Regions from separate parts of the Sus scrofa genome. Here regions 1 and 2 are each linked to region 3. The links are chromatin contacts, called in public Hi-C and HiChIP or PLAC-seq maps. All regions are on one chromosome and are shown on one strand. Each heading gives the region's core, a stretch centred on a gene start, on an enhancer-like site or on the middle of the called end of the contact. The rest is flanking DNA. Distances are from core to core; before and after follow the strand shown. Region 1 holds the start of MVD (diphosphomevalonate decarboxylase). Region 2 holds the start of IL17C (interleukin-17C). Region 3 holds the start of LOC110261212 (basic proline-rich protein-like).

Region 1 (2,719 bases), core at 12-2,511, 150 kb after region 3:
CCCCTAGCCAAGCAGAGCCGAGACCCCTGTCTCAGACCTCGTGCAAAAACATCACTCAAAATGGATCACAGACATCAATTTGAAAAAAACCCACTGAACCTGCTAGGAAAGAACGCAGTAGACGCTTCAGGATGGAGGACTAGGAAAGAGGGCTCAGACTTGATACCAAAAGCCACTCTAAGGGTGGAGAAGCTGCCGCGCTGGGCCCCACCGAAACCTAACAACTCTGGCCCTTTGAAAGACCCTGTTCGGATGAAAAGACAAGAAGCTACACGGTGGGAGAAAGTATTTGCAAACCACACTTCCAGCAGGGATTACTATCTAGAATAAGAATTCAAAACTCAGTGGTTAAAAAGCCACATACCTATCAGAATGGCTAAAATAAAAGCTGGTGACAACACCACATGCTGAAAAACTGGATCACACGCACATTAAACGTTGGTGGTGGGAATGAAAAATGGCACAAACGTGGGGAAACTTGGAAAAAACCAAGCATGCACCCACTCTGTGGCCCAGCAGCTGTCCTCCGGGCGTTTATCCACCAGATTGAAAGCTTACGTTCACACAAAACCTGTACTCAAAAACTTACAGCAGCTTTATTCCTGATTCAAGTCGGAAACCGCCCAGCTCCCTGGAAAAGGCATATGGCCAGGCAAACTATGGCCCCTCCGCGCTGGGAAGAGGACAGGAGAGAAGTACTGAGTCGAAGATCCACCCGGGGACTCGCCAAAAAGGAGCGAGTCAGTGGAGCCGATCCCTGGCACATTCTTGAGACCAGAACAAGACAGACACCGAGAGCAGGCGGAGGTAGCGTGGGCGTGACCGTGAGCGCCAAGCCCTGCGGCCCCCACGGGGATGGACGTCCTGTAGGGACCGTGTCCCCCGGTGTCCCGCCTGCAGATGGTGCCGAGCTCCGCGAGCCGCACCGCAGGCCGGGTGGAGGGCGGGACGGAGAGTCCTCACACCTGCACGCGAACCTACAACCACGTCCGCACAAGAGCCCAGCCCGCCTGTCCCGCGGGCGGAGGACCCGGTCCTCCGTCCAAATCCGCCCCTCCAATCCTCAGTTTCCCCGCCCGCAGGGCCCCCGCGGCCCCGGGCCCGCGCACTCACAGTACTTGATGACCGCGATGTTGACCGGCGCGGTGCAGGTCACCACTACGGGCTGCTGCTCCGAGGCCATCTCCGAAGACCTGCGCGACCCCGGCCGTCCGCCGCCGGCCTCCCTGACCGACGCTGCAGCCGGCTCCGCGATTGGCCGGCGCTGCAGCCGGCTCCGCGATTGGCCGGCGCTGCAGCCGGCTCCGCGATTGGCCTGCGCGGCCCCACCTGTTCGCCTGCCGCCCCATCAGCGGCGGGTCTGGCACACACTCCATCTCTCAGCCAATGAGCGGGATCGGACGATGGGCAGCCGACGCTGAGCCCGCCCCCGCTGGCCCGCAGACACGCTGCGGCTCTGCGCAGGCGCGGGGGTTGGTGGGCCCTGAAGCGGGGTCCGCGCAGGCGCCGCCTTTGCGCAAGCGCGTGGCGGCTGCCTTCCCGGGAACGTGCCGACGTCGGGGCTGAGCGAGGCTCCGGAGGGAGGGGGGGAGGGAGGTCGCGGTGGGCGTTCTGGGCCCTGGGGCCCGGGGCTGAGGGAGGAGGCGGTCGTCCGCGCTGGCGTGTTGAGCCGGGTCGGGAGGCCTGACACCCTGGAAGTTCCGGACGGAGACTCCAGAAAGGGGGCCCGCCGTCCGAGGTCCCCACAGATCCCTCCCACCAGTGCTTGGGTTGCAGGTTAAACTGCATCGGAAGTCGGTGCTTTCAAACCCCACTGCCCTGTTATTAAACTCCGTGTAAGCAAGCTTTTTTTTTTAACATTTTTTATTTCTGTCCTCGTAGGGCCGCACCTGCCGCATATGGAGGTTCCCAGGCTAGGGGTCTAATCGGAGCTGTAGCTGTCGGTCTAGACCACAGCTCCAGCAACGCGGGGTCCGAGCCTCATCTGCGATCTACACCACAGCTCACGGCAACGCCGGATCCTTAACCCACTGATCGAGGCCAGGGATCGAACCGTCATCCTCTTGGATGCCAGTCCAGCCAGCATTGTATTTTCACGGTTGAAATGGATTGCCACGTTTATATTGACTCTTTTATTGGTATAAAATGCACCCCTTTAACCACTTTTAGGCATATGGTTGTAGCGCTAAGTTCCCGCCTCATTGTTCCGTCACCATCACCACCCTCCACACCAGACCTTTAGAATTTCAGTGAAACTCTATTCGTTAAAGAGAGAACTCTGTTTTCCACTTCTTTATAAAAATTTATTTTTGGCTTTAAAATAGTTCAGATTTCAGTCGAGGTAGGAGAACCCAACATAGCTTCCCACTCTGGGCTCAGCCACCAGCTTTGTTCCTGGAAGTTTCTGTGTAATCTTTTCTTTCTTTCTTTTTTTTTTTTTTAAGTGTGTTTTTTTTTTTAATTTTTTTTAAAATATTTTTTTTTAATTTTCCCACTGTACAGCAAGGGGGTCAGGTTATCCTTACATGTATACATTACAATTACATTTTTTCCCCCACCCTTTCTTCTGTTGCAACATGAGTATCTAGACATAGTTTTCAATGCTATTCAGCAGGATCTCCTTGTACATCTATTCTAAGTTGTGTCTGATAAGCCCAAGCTCCCGATCCCTCCCACTCCCTCCCCCTCCCATCAGGCAGCCACAAGTCTCTTCTCCAAG
Region 2 (2,973 bases), core at 408-2,907, 130 kb after region 3:
CCCTCCCTGTTCTCCCCCAGGGGTCGGTGCCAGGCTTGGGCGCCCTGCTCTGCTGACCCACCTGTCGGCACCGGGGGCTCACTACCTCCCGGGCCAGGGCAAGAGGGAATGGAACTTGGAGCCGTGGAGGCCCTGCAGGAAGGCAGGCCTCAGCTCCGTTGAGAGCTGGTCTTGGGGCGGGAGCATCTGGCCTGGCAGCTGCCATCAGAGCTCAGTCGTGCCCCCACATAGCTTGCGGTCCTAGCCCAGTGCCCAGGGGACTGCAGCTTTGTCTGAGGGAAGGGCCTGCGCAGGCAGGATTAAGAGCAGGGCGTGAGACTGGCCTGGGTTAGAGGGGTGTTCTCAGGAGACACAGGAGAGACAGCAGGGCGAGGCACGCAGAGGCTGCGCTGATGTGTTTACAAGCCAGGGAACACCAGGTGCCACCGGAAGGCGAGAGAGAGGCAGAGACCCAGAAAGAACCAGCCGGGCCGACACCCCTGGCCTCCAGAGCTGTGAAAGGCTGAGCTCCTGTCCTGAGCCCGTGGGGGGAGAGCCTGCAAGGCTGCTGCCCCCTTGCAGGAAGCGAGGATGGCTGTGGGCAGGGCCGAGGCAGGCGGGAGCAGCCTGGGGACCCCGTGTACCACTAGCCAGCGTCTGTCAGGAAGAAACAGGGGCGCGCTGCGGACGCACGCCGGCCACGAGAACGTTTCCTCCAGACCAGGGCTCGGCAGGCCCTTCAGTGCCCTCAGGCGCCTCCCTGTCCCGGGGTCTGCGCTTCCCAACTTAGACACTGCCTGCACCTTGATGGTGTCCACGGCTCCTGCTTGCAGGAGGGGAGACCTCCACGCCCTGGCTCTCCTCTGCCGGACGGGGCACAGACAAGAGGACCAGGCCAGCCAGGGCCCTCAGCCTTGGAGGGTGGTGGGCCCACCCCAGGGTGATTCAGCGCTTTGCAGGCCTGGGCTCAGTCTGTGTGCTTTTTAGGCTAACAAAGGCAGCACCCCAGGCAGGAGCACTGAGTGGGCACAGGTGGACTCCTGGCACCTCCTTAGCAAGCTTCTTAGGGTGCACCATGCTTTAAAGTTTCCGAGGCGTTGTCACCCCCTCCACCCAGACTTACAGTTGTGTTGAATAAAATGACAGCAGCCCAACGTAGAAACCTGGGGTCGCTCACAGGCCCCCAGCCCCCAGGCTCTGCTGGAAGCTCCCCCGTGTGGGCAGGAGGAGGCAGATGCAGACGTGCACCTGACAGAGAGGGGACGGGGGACCAGCCCTGGCGGAAGACTGGGCAGCAGCACAACGGAGGGCCCACCCCACCCGCCCCAGGTCACCGCCCCAGGCACCCGGACCAAACAGCACAACAGACAAGTTGAATCAAAGAAGCAAGCTGCAGGAGGGCGCTTAGACGGAAACCCTTTCACAGAAGGTTCAAGAGTATCGCCCAGGCTGGGTCCATCCCCAGCCCCATTTGCAAGGACTTGACCCGGGCCAGGGTCCCACTGGGTGGGGTGCCAAGGAGGAAGGAGGACTGGGAGATGGGCCCACCCTGGGCCGGGGGAGGGGACACTTGCAGGGCGGGAGGAGGAAGAGGAGCCAGGCGCTTCCCGAGGAGGAAGCGGTGCCTGGATTTTCCCCAGGTGTGGCCGCAGGTATAAAGGGCACCAGGAGCCGGCAGCAGCCGGGGCAGCCGCCAGGGCACACGCGCTCAGAGCCCAGCCGCCGCCGCGATGGTGAGCTTCCTGCCCCGCGCCCTGCCGGGACGGTGCCCCTGGCCCTGAGCGGTTGCTGGTTGGCTGATCTCCGGGCTGAGGATGTTGGGAGAAGGCTCAGGAAGGCCTTCAACGTTGGGAGAAACGGGAGCCAGGACCCAGGAGCCCGGGTGCGCAGCGGAGCGCGGGGCTGAGGGGCTAGAGGCCCCAGGGCCTCCGTTTCCCCAACTGTGGGGGGGGGTGGGCTTTCCACAGGGAGCAGAGCGAGCGCGCTGGCAGTGAGGTGGCCCCTCCCAGGGTCTCCTGACCCCCCACCCTCTATCCCCCAGCTCTCTCCTGGCCTCCTGCTTCTGGCCTGGCTGCCCGCCTGCCTGGCTCGCCACAGCCTCCAACTCCGGGCGGGGGCCCCGCGCTGCTACTCGGCGGAGGAGCTGTCCCTGGGCCACGCCCCCCCACACCTTTTGGCTCGAGCTGCCAAGTGGGAGCAGGCTTTGCCGGTAGCCCTGGTGTCCAGCCTGGAGGCGGCAGGCCGCAGGAAGCGACAGGCGGGGTCCCCGGGCGGGATCCAGTGCCAGGTTCTGCAGCCCGAAGAGGTGCTGGAAGCAGACATCCACCAGCGCTCCATCTCTCCCTGGAGATACCGGTGAGCGTGGGGCGTGCCCTGGGTGGGGGTCCCCCAGGGCCCCCCAAGCCTCGGTGCCTTTGCCGCTAACTGGGCAGCGCCGGGCCGGGGCCCCTCAGCTGAGCTTCTCCAGCCGGGTCTCTGACTCAGCCGGCCCTCGGACCCCGGGGCCCCATCACGCCCCTGCAGGGCGCTGGGCTGGGCAGGGGGCCGGCTTCTGCGCCGCAAGGCCAGGCGGGTAGGGGCAGCCATGGGGCTGCGGGCGGGTCGGGAGGCACTGGCCACCCACCGGCGCTGACTCCCCATCTGGCCCGCAGTGTGGACACGGATGAGAGCCGCTACCCGCAGAAGCTGGCCTTCGCCGAGTGCCTGTGCAAGGGCTGCATCAGCACCAAGACGGGCCGCGAGACCGCCGCGCTCAACTCCGTGCCCCTGACCCAGAGCCTGCTGGTGCTGCGCCGCCAGCCCTGCTCCCGGGATGCCGCGGGGGCGCCCACGCCCGGGGCCTTCGCCTTCCACGCCGAGTTCATCCGCGTGCCCGTGGGCTGTACCTGTGTCCTGCCCAGGTCTGTCCAGTGACCACTGACTCGGCTCCCCGACGGGCCGGTGGAGGCTCTCTCCAGAGAGGCCTGTCCTACTTGTGTATTTATTGCTTATTTA
Region 3 (2,700 bases), core at 164-2,663:
GGGACAGCTCTGATGCTGTGTGACCTTGAGCCTCCCTGGAAAGCGGTGGGCCCCTGGGACCCCATGAGCATATCCCCAGGACAGCAGAGTCGGTTTCCGTGCCTCCCAGCTAGAACAGGCAGTACTGACCTGGGGACCTCGCTCCCTTCCGACGGGGACTGGGCGTGGGGGTTGCCCAGCCTGCAGAGGGGCCTCCTTCCTGGGCCTCCAGCAGGGGCGCCCTGGAGAAGCAAGGCCTGGAGTCTGCGGCGGGGGAGCAGGTACAGGCCTCTGGCTTCTGCACCCTCCCCGATTTCCAGCCAGATCTGAGCCCAAGAGAAGAAGACCCCAAAACCCCCACTCTCCTGGAGCTAGAGCCGGGGATGTTGGGCGGAAGCCCCATCCTGCCACAGCCCGCTCCACACCCCAGATCTGGTCCAAGACAACATGGGCCGTCAAAGTCTCCAAAGGCTTCCAGACCCGGGGTTCACTGTCCCCCATCCGGTGGCGGAGGGGGCAAGTCGCAGTGACTGGGAGTGCGGGGCGGACTCCTTCGCTGGGGGCGGAGTTACAGAGCAGAGGGGCGGGGTCACGGCCCGTGGAGGTCGGAGCCGTGGCGTTGGGGCGTGGTCTGGGCGGGGCCTAGGGGCCGAATAAGGTCAGGTCAGACTTAGGGGTGGAGCTGGCGTCGGGGGACGGGTCCAGGGAGGCCTGGAGCCCGGTCGGACACGGTGCTACGGAGCGGCGGGACTCACTGGATCTCAGCTGCGCCTGGGGACAAAGCGGCAGGGCCGAACGAGGCGTTAAGGAGGCCACAGGTCCACCCAGGGCAGGGGGCCGAGTGTCGGGGCGGGGCCAGCTCCCTGCGGGCGGGGCGAGCAGGCGGGGCAGGGCCGTGGCGGCGGGGAAGCTAGGCCAGTCCAAGGGCCCGCCAGGGCCTCGGGGCGGGGCCAGCCGGGGCGGGGCGGGGCCACGGACGAGGGGACGAGAGGTCCGCCCGGGGGCGGGGCGCTGCGCCGGGGGCGGGGCAAGCGGATGGGGGCGGGCCCGGAGGCGCGGCGCCCGTGACGCGCACGCCCCGCCCGCACGCCCTGAGCGTCCAGGCCGAGGCCGCCGGGTTCGCCGCGCGCTGCCCGCAGGTTCCATTGAGGAGAGCAGCGCAGCGGCGGCGGCGGCGTCTGCGCGGGAGCCAGGGAGCCGGCAGGAGCCCGCCGCCCCTGGCGGTCCGCGCGGCCGTAACGCAGGCCCGATCCTCCGGCCTCCGCAGCGGCGCCGGGCCGAACGCGGCGGGCTGGGGGCGCGGGCCAGGGCGGCCGCGGAGCCCGGGGGCCGGGGGCATGAGCCGCCCCGCGGCCCCGCCGCGCCCCCGCCGCCCGCCGCCGCCCGCCAGGGGCTAGAGGCGGCCGCCGGGAGGGCGCGCGGCGCCGGAGACATGTCCAGGAGGAAACAGAGCAACCCCCGGCAGATCAAGCGTGAGTCAAACTTTGCCCGCCCGCCCCGACCCCCGCCGGCCCCCGCCGGCCCGCCCCCGGTCCGCCCAGCTCTTCTTGCGGCGCCCGCGACCTTCACCCTGCGCCGCGCCCCCCGCGCTGTGTGCCAAGCGCGCCGTAATCTAATCTCCGCCGGCGGGCCGGGCCCCCGCGTCTCGGCTCCCGCACTGGAGGTCCGGCCTGGAGAGGGGGTCCGCCCAGAGGGCCGGAACGGGGTGGCTGGGGGCGCGGCCACCTCGCGGCTGCCCCTCCCCCCGCCTCCCCGAGATGGTGCGGCGATAAGGCGGCCCCGATCCGGGCTCAGATAAAGTTTAAAATATTCCATTCTGCAAGTCCCATCCTGATAAGATCGCTCTGTCGGGACGGGCTGAAATTGTGATCTTATCTCGGCCGGTTGACTCTCCCAGGCTTTGTATCTAGAGGGAGAAAGAGAGAGACCTGGGAGGGAGACAGGGCACTCGGGACTGTGTGGAAGCGCAAGGCTGAGTGGTGGGACCCGCTGGCGCCCAGCGCCACTCCTGCCGGCCCAGAACCTGGTGCCTTGGAGGCTGGGGAAGGTAGCTATCGCAGCCTGTGCGCTGGGCTCCAGCCGCTTCGACGCTGGAGCCTTCCCTGCCTGGGGACAGCTTCTTGGAGGTCCCGCCCTCCCTGTGTCCCGGCAAGGACTGCACAGGCACTGTGTGCTCCGCAGCTTGTGGTCACACACTCCTAGCTGAGCGACTGCTCCAAGTCAGGGAGGGTCTCCTGGGACTGCATCTTGGGCCAGGGTCGCCTCTCCGTGTCCAAGTTTCTCACCTATCCAGCTTGTAGGCCACTCCCGGGGGTGGGGGCAGGCGGCCGCTGTGTCCACATTGCTGATGCCCTCGAGATAAGAGGGCCCCGCACTCTTGGGGCCGCCTGGCTGCTCGAGCAGCCCGAGCCAGGGCAGCGCACAGGAAACAGGGCTCCCCACCCCACGCCAGGAGTAACTTCGCATCTCTGCAGCCAAAGCCAGGGCGGGGGACTTGCTTTGGTGGGGAGGGGGCGGGGGGGCACATGTCCCAGACTAGAGGGGCAGGTCCTGGGGACTGCTGGGAAGGCAAAGAGGGAGGCCAGACCACCGGCCAGCCCCACACTCCCCGGCACTGCCTTTCGTGTCCACATGACCACTGCCGCCAGGACCCCATGCGCAGTGCTCCTGGGGGAGTGTCTACTCCCAGGTCCCAGAGAGGGGGAGGCAGGCATCAATCCG

What was found. Hi-C and Micro-C count contacts between places; a contact is called where the count stands out from the background. HiChIP or PLAC-seq counts read pairs in DNA pulled down with a chosen protein or histone mark.
Region 1: a contact with region 3 is called in a Hi-C map of liver, with 4 times the contacts expected there. The contact joins the promoter of MVD here to the promoter of LOC110261212 in region 3. A contact is called at or near these places in 2 of 5 promoter capture datasets (fetal liver and liver), 7 of 47 Hi-C or Micro-C datasets (fetal heart ventricle, heart right ventricle, liver and 2 more) and 1 of 2 datasets of contacts at active chromatin or transcription factors (skeletal muscle).
Region 2: a contact with region 3 is called in an H3K27ac HiChIP or PLAC-seq map of alveolar macrophages. The contact joins the promoter of IL17C here to the promoter of LOC110261212 in region 3. A contact is called at or near these places in 2 of 5 promoter capture datasets (fetal liver and liver) and 1 of 2 datasets of contacts at active chromatin or transcription factors (alveolar macrophages).

Annotation. Positions count from the first base shown.
Region 1 is chr6:1,006,648-1,009,366 of Sscrofa11.1, reverse strand. MVD (diphosphomevalonate decarboxylase) reads right to left here and starts at 1,261. Exons shown (of 10, transcript XM_021093666.1): 1 at 1,114-1,261. The coding sequence starts at 1,183.
Region 2 is chr6:1,023,857-1,026,829 of Sscrofa11.1, reverse strand. It overlaps IL17C (interleukin-17C), which reads left to right and starts at 1,657. Exons shown (of 3, transcript XM_021093667.1): 1 at 1,657-1,712; 2 at 2,021-2,334; 3 at 2,631-2,973. The coding sequence starts at 1,710. The coding sequence ends at 2,892.
Region 3 is chr6:1,152,082-1,154,781 of Sscrofa11.1, reverse strand. It overlaps LOC110261212 (basic proline-rich protein-like), which reads right to left and starts at 1,413. Exons shown (of 1, transcript XM_021096490.1): 1 at 622-1,413. The coding sequence starts at 1,413. The coding sequence ends at 622. It overlaps ZFPM1 (zinc finger protein ZFPM1), which reads left to right and starts at 810. Exons shown (of 11, transcript XM_021093668.1): 1 at 810-1,451. The coding sequence starts at 1,412.